Linked DNA regions of Oryctolagus cuniculus: region 1 is linked to region 2. The links are chromatin contacts, called in public Micro-C maps. All regions are on one chromosome and are shown on one strand. Each heading gives the region's core, a stretch centred on a gene start, on an enhancer-like site or on the middle of the called end of the contact. The rest is flanking DNA. Distances are from core to core; before and after follow the strand shown. Region 1 overlaps LOC100348666 (cell surface glycoprotein CD200 receptor 2). Region 2 holds the start of CCDC80 (coiled-coil domain containing 80).

Evidence for each region. Hi-C and Micro-C count contacts between places; a contact is called where the count stands out from the background.
Region 1: a contact with region 2 is called in a Micro-C map of ear pinna, with 9 times the contacts expected there. The contact joins the enhancer-like site here to the promoter of CCDC80 in region 2. A contact is called at or near these places in 4 of 6 Hi-C or Micro-C datasets (ear pinna, psoas muscle, skin fibroblasts and 1 more).

The regions. Positions count from the first base shown.
Region 1 is chr4:68,853,050-68,856,592 of mOryCun1.1, reverse strand. It overlaps LOC100348666 (cell surface glycoprotein CD200 receptor 2), which reads left to right. Exons shown (of 6, transcript XM_008266942.4): 6 at 1-107. Among named protein-coding and RNA genes, the nearest start is that of CD200R1, 130 kb to the left of the region's middle. Within about 2 kb of position 2,057, at least 1 of the 8 cell types and tissues checked has an H3K27ac peak or open chromatin away from gene starts, as enhancers often do.
Region 2 is chr4:68,691,073-68,694,482 of mOryCun1.1, reverse strand. CCDC80 (coiled-coil domain containing 80) reads left to right here and starts at 1,979. Exons shown (of 8, transcript XM_002716703.5): 1 at 1,979-2,785; 2 at 3,213-3,410. The coding sequence starts at 3,224.

The DNA.
Region 1 (3,543 bases), core at 808-3,307, 160 kb before region 2:
ATGGGAGCAACCTGGCGTGATGACCATGGAGTTGTCCTATGAATCCTACACCACCCACCTGCTGACATCCTCTGTGTGAGCATGAATAAACTGTTTTGTTCACACCACTGTTGTTTTGAGATTTATTCTACTCACAGATGAACTTAATCCTAATTGATACAAAAACCCAGTACATCAACCTGAAGATTTTCTGTTAATCTTGCAACAATGTGTTATGTTTTACTCATGTGCATGTTCATGGCCTGTTTTTGTTCTACCCTAGAGGTAATGAAACAGAGATAAATTCAGAAGATGGGAATCAGAGACATGAGAGCCATCTCTGATAGTTCCTGAAGACCTGGTTATGAAAACTCAAGGGATGCTGTGCAGTTGTGATGGTAAAGGGCTCGGGGATCTGGGGATGTGCAAGGCTCATCCAATGTCACTCACATGCTGACAATGCTGCAGTACTGGACTGGGAAGATAAAGATGCTGTTGTGAACTCTTAGGATGTGAGTAGGAGAATTGAATTTATGAATTGAAATTCAAAAACTCTGTTGTGTTAGTCTTTTTTCCACTGAATGGATTCCATTATTCCTGGAAGACATGAAGTAGTGAATCCACACTACTCCTCGACCCTATTCCTGTTGGCATGATTTATGGCGTGGTATTAGATTGAAAGATTAAAAATCCTCAACCCTCATCCTCCCAGCTCTACATAAATATGAGAAAATTCTCATGTTTTTTTTCTTTTCTGAACATACATATACAAAAATATATGTAATATATGTACAACAAATTCATGTGGTCCTAAATTGAGGAAAATTGGGAAAAACTTTTAGCAAAACTGAGTTGAGAGCCACTAGGTGGTGCTTCAACTTAATTTTGAAGCAAGTTAAAACCTACTCAACCTCAAGAAAAGTCATCCTGAGTTTTTTCTTTAATATTTCTGTGTAATTTCCCCTCTGTTTACTAATTTTTAGATCTTCTCGGGTGGTTTTGGAACAATGACTGATGGAAAGGGGGAAGGGTTGATATAAAATTAAGAAAAAAAAAGTATTTTCAGTCCCCAAGCTTCAATTATATTACTCTTTTCACTTAATTTTATTTACCAGATGGGATAAGAGTAGATATTAATAGGCTCACTTAAAGGAAAGGGGAATATGAGGACGTTTTAGAGATTAAACCAAAATTAGCACTCATTTCTTAAACTCAGAGTTAAGATCACAATTCACAGAAGAGTAATTAGGTGCTCAGTGTTAATGGCTTCAAATGTTTAGAACGACAAATAAAATTAGCTGGTCTGCTCCACTTCCCGAGTTTTCCTCCGTATTTCCCCCCTCAACATTTTTTAGAGGTATACGTGATATTCTAAAGCTGAAAGGAAGTTGCAGGTCAATTATCTCAGCCTCTTCATTTTACCAGAGGAAACTAAGCATCTCAGAATTGAGTGGTCATCAGTGTTTCTAAGAAGCCAGTTGGTCTGCTTTGCTTGCTGTTGAGAAGGTGGCTACCCTAGGGCCATGGCCAGACATGGCATATCAGAGGAAGAAATGACCATCTCTTCCTTGGACTCCATGTCACTAGTGAGGATCAACTGCCCCCCCACCCACCCACCATGACCAAGGCCACATGACAGTTCTTTATGCAATGTCTGACATCTGACAAAGGGACTGAGATTATACTTCTATTGATTAGATTTTTGGTGGAGCTGGAGTTATGAACAATACCATTCAACAGACACACGCTCTGGTGGGAGAGAAGTGAATGGAGACCTGGACAAAACTGGAACTTTGTTATGAACACAGAACTGCACAAAGCATGTGAAGATATGATGAAGGAGCTGACAATAGCCAAACTGAGTTTTATAAGGTACAAAGCTCTACAGTTGGAAAGGAGGAAGGATCAGGGAAGAAAGACATGCCAGGAAGAGAGGACAGTATGGGCAAGTACAGGGAGTTGTGCCAGGATGTGTCTCTTTCAGGGAAATGGGGAAACTATATCACATAAATATAACATGTCCTGAGGTCATCTGGGGACAGAAGACAGCTCTTCTACTAAGAATGCCAGGAGAATTTTGCAAATCCAGCAAATCTTAGTGAATTTATAATGTTCTCTGGACAGAATGTCCAAATCATTAGACTGATTCACCCAAAACTGATTTTAAGATCAAATAAGGAGCCAAGAATATTGGCAAATATGCAGTGGGGAACCAAAGAGAGGCTGGAGAGAGGCAGTGGTATGATAGATGATGTCAATGATCTCAGAAGGGCTGGGCTTGGCTTCTGAGCTGGCTGAAGCTGGCAGAGTTGAGACCCTTCTCCCTATTCTGGTTTCCCCTCGGTGGTAGAAAAATAATTTTTGCTCTCAACAAGCTGAAGAAAGGGTTTTTAGGGTAATCCTTATATGTTTATATATGTCCTTGTAAAAGGTACTCTAAAAACACCAAGCCTTGTCATTCACCCAACCTGCTTTCGAAAACCCCTCACGCACCCTGTCTATCTTGTAGCTTCCCCAGGGCTACACAGGGGCCATGGAACCTGGAGACCTGGATCTCCTTCACCATGGGCACTGTGTGGGCAGGCCATATCCTTGGAAAGGCTAATCTGGCATGTCACCACAGAGCCTCGGAATGAGCATAAATGCTTCTGTAGGCCTGACTGAGGCTGTGTGGGAGACAGGCGCCAGATCAAGCCATGTATTTTGTGTCTTCTTCCAAGAGCTTATTTACAATTCTTGCATTCCTGATTTTAAAGCTTTTGGCTTGAGAACAATGTCTGTGACATAACACCTTTCAAAAAGCTCTCCCGTAAACTTTTCTATATTCTGTGTCACAGAAAATCACAACACCATTTATAGGACGTTGATTGAAAACCAAGCAGTGCTCCAAGATGCCAGCTCCAAGAAGCTACAGTAAATGGCCTGGACTAGGAAGAATTATTAAACAACTTCCAACAAGAAGCATCTGTATTTTGTCATTCTCCCCAAAACAGCATAAAATGTGCAAAGGGAGGCCACCGTTTCAGTGGGGGTGGAGGAGGTGGGTTGTTTGTAACATTTTCCACTATTCTGCTACATCTGCAACCCAAATCCCATTACTTTCCAACTGCCTATCAGAGGAGGGTGTTTGCTGATGCAGCCCAAGGAGGCTTGCTTGCTTGCTTGCACTTGCAACCTAGAGGATGATTTAATGGGAAGGATCTGGGTGTGAAACCTTATCCCTGTGCCAAACGGGGCTTGGGATTTACATTTTTTAATTTTATTTTTGCTTTTTTCCCCCCAGATTTTTATCCCAAACATGCTTTCTTTGGCAGCCTCCGCAGAGAGTTATGAAGTCATAGTGTGTAAATTATCCGACTCTTACTCTGCAGGATGGTAAAACAGACTTAGGACTGGGAAACTGCAGCTGTACTTGGGTAAGGGCTCCGGCCAGGCGGAAGCAGGAGAATATGTGGCAAAGCTCATGTGCACCCTGCGGAGGCTACGTAATGATCCACCTTCAGCTGTCATGGTGCTGCTGAGAGATGCTATCTGTGGTTAGCCATCACTTGAAATTTTTACTTC
Region 2 (3,410 bases), core at 730-3,229:
ATATGTGCTAGACAGGGTGGGCAGACATTGGTGGAAGCGTGAAGTTGGAGGAATGGTAGATTCTCTCATGTCTGTGTGCTTAGATCGCCATCTAGTGACTGATGTTCACAGAAGGGAAGAAAGCCAGGGGTCCCAGGAAGATATAGAGCTCCTTATGGGGGTGAGTTTTCCTCCCCAGTCAACTCCAGATGGCTAAAGTGACTGTATTTCCACTTTTCCTGGGCACAGGTGGCGAATGTCGTAGACATCATTGAAAGATTGGTGGAATCCAGGAAATAGTCTAGAAAAACAAAAGACTCCAAGACATACTGAGAAAAGTTGGGCTACAATATTATTCCAGAAAGTAGGACTCTAAAAGGGCTCTGGTTGAGCAAAAGTGTGACTCTCCTACTAACATGGGAAACACAAAGAGGAAGCAGAAGGCAGAGAAACAAAGGCATTGGTAGGAAATGAAAGGAGAGGGCAGGATAACTTCCTGTGTTGTAGAGTTCTAAAGGAGGCTTCAATTGTCTGTGCTACCACTTGGCATTTGCGTGACAGAGAGCAATTTATTTAAACTCACCAAGGCTGAGTTTGGTCACTGTAAGACAGAGCTCTCCCTATCCACAGATTTATATATAATATATATATATCCTCACAGAATATGAATATATATATATATATATGCCAGGCCCAGAGCATCACATGAAAATGCCCAATAAGTGGTAGTTGTTATTCAATAGAAAGAACAGAAAAGGAAAAGAAAGGATAGAAGGGCTGTCAGAAGTGGAGAATGTAGAGCACCCTGAGAAATAAACAGAAAGGGAATCACAAACCGGGAACAAGGTACTCGATCAACGAACAGGTGAGTCCCATGAAAGCTAAAATCTGTGGCTGTGGTCAATAGAACATCTCCTTGAAGTTCACCCTCATTCCTGTATGGCCAGGTGTCTGGAGCACCACAGGAGTGCCTTCTTTCTTATTACCCCTTGAACTTGAAGCTGCGCACTCAACGCCACTACCAGACTTTCCAATTCTGTGCTCAGGCTTTATGTGAAGGGAAACGCAAATGTGAGCAGGGGTGCTGGGGCTGATCAAGGGGTAACAACTAGGAGTAAGTTCTGATCCACTAAGAGAAGCCATTAGCATGGCCGCGCTTGCAAGGAAGTTGACTTGACTGTCACTGACAGATAATATTGACCTTGGAGAGACTGGGAGAAACACCTGTAGAACCTGAGAACACTTTCCTTCCCACTGAAAGTTGAATCCTCACCGCCGACCCAGGAGGTAGAAGCCCAAAGCTGCCTCAGTCTCTCTTTTGTAATCTGATACACCTACTAAGAATTGCCTAAAGCATTCAGACATCAAACCTCCTGGAGAAGAAAACACTAACACACACACACATACATGTACATACACACACACACACACACACACACACACACCTCCCACCCTGTGAGGTCGCTGCCCTTCTAACCAACTCTAGCCAGAGCACTGAAATCAGACATCACCATGCACATTCTGTGATGGCAATCTCTGGGGGAACATCAGCCATTGCCTGCGTTTCTAACCTTTTACCAGCTTCCTTCCATGCCAAGGAGAACGTAGGACCACGAGCATGGTAATCTGATTCTCCAGTTAGCATAAAATAAAAACAACCCACTCATGTTTTCCATGAGCTTTTCCAACCTCAAACTAAAAGCATGAAGCAGGGAGAAAGAGATACAAATATATACATGGGAGTATAAAGACACACACTGTCTGTGTGTGTACAGCCAAGCACCCTGACCCAAATGAGAATCTGTCTCTGAGACAACCAAGCAGCCAGATGCAGAAATGTCAGAATTCCCCACTTCTGAAGCGCAGTGTGAGAACAGGCAAGAAGGGAAAGTACCCTGATTGCGTGGCGTGGAAGGGGTTAAGTCCTCAGTCATCTCTTTTGAAGTGATTTATGATGATGTGTGGAGTTTCAAAAGTTTCCCCCACCCAAAGACCAGCCCTCCCCATCAAGTCCACTCCAAGCATGCTGAAATGTGAAGGAGGCGGTGTTTTGCTGATCTGTTAAATTCTTAGTGGACTTTCCTTGATTTCCAGTGGCTTCTGTTGTTTGAGTTTGGTTTGGAGCAAAACTGAGGGAGTTCTGACATTTCCAGGACTGAATCCAGACAAGAGGAAGAAGCAGAGGGAGAAGGAAAAGAGAAAATAAGATTGGGAGGAATAAAGGGAGGAGAGAAGCAGAGGCATAGAAAAAAAAAAAGTCCTTTTTTCAACATCACATTCCTGTGTTTTCCCTGAGCCTGGAAAACATATTAATCCCAGCGCTTTTACTCCCGGAAACAAAGAGACTAAGCCAGACTGTGGGGGAAAGGGTGATAAGAAGGCTCCTGGAACTCCAAAGAGGGAACGAGTGAGATTCAGAGCTCTCTCGGATTCCACTGTCAGGGACGTCCTGTGTCGGCGGACCGGCTCGCCCAGGCACACAAGACCACGGAGAAACTGCGGACAAATGGAGACACAAAGACTTAAAAGGACAGCGCCTTTCGCCTCATCCTACTTGTCCAGAAGGTAAAAGCCACAGCCAGAGGGAACAGGACTGAGCTCAGCTGTCAGCCCCAGAGAGGCTGTGGATCCGTGGTGCTTCTTGGAAAGCTGGAGCTGCGGGGGCGCAGCACAAGCCTGGTGTCTTGGCCACCCTCGGAGAGCGGAGAGAGGCTTGGGAGAAATCGTGTATCCAGGAAACTGTCCTGGGGACCAAACTTCAGATTTCTTTGGAAACGCTCCGCATTCCATCTCTATGAGCCACCATGTAAGTGTGCAATCCTTTGTGTCTTTGGGGTCTTTCTTTCTTTGTTGCTGATTTGAAGGAATGAGTGTGAATGTTGCCGGAATTAATGTGCTCGGTTTGCATTTTCCGCTGGAACATCCAGAGTTAGTTGCAACAATGCAAGCACCTCTGACTGGGGAACTGAGTTGGGTTTCCTGCTTAATGTAACTGTCTCTGCTGAGCACTGACAGATTACAGGAGTGTAAAAGCAACAGGATCCATCCGAGGCTCCATTCCCCGACCTGACCTGCCTCCTTCTCTAACCACTCCTTCCCGGTCCCCTGGGCCAAGATAGGGAAAGAGATAATGACTAGCTCTGTTTGCAATTAAATGACTTTCTGTCTTTTCTTTTTCTTTTTCTTTTTTTTCCCCTCCGCTTTCTGTCTTATGACCCTGCGGCATCCCTAAGTGGATTACACAATGACGTGGAGAATGGGACCCCGTTTCACCATGCTGCTGGCAATGTGGCTAGTGTGTGGGTCAGAACCCCACCCCCGCGCTACACACAGAGGGAGCCATGGAGGGCGGAAGGGGCCTTTGGTGTCCCCGGTTAACGGCAGCAGGCCAGGACGGTTTCTGAGGCACACAGGGAGGTCTCATGGAACTG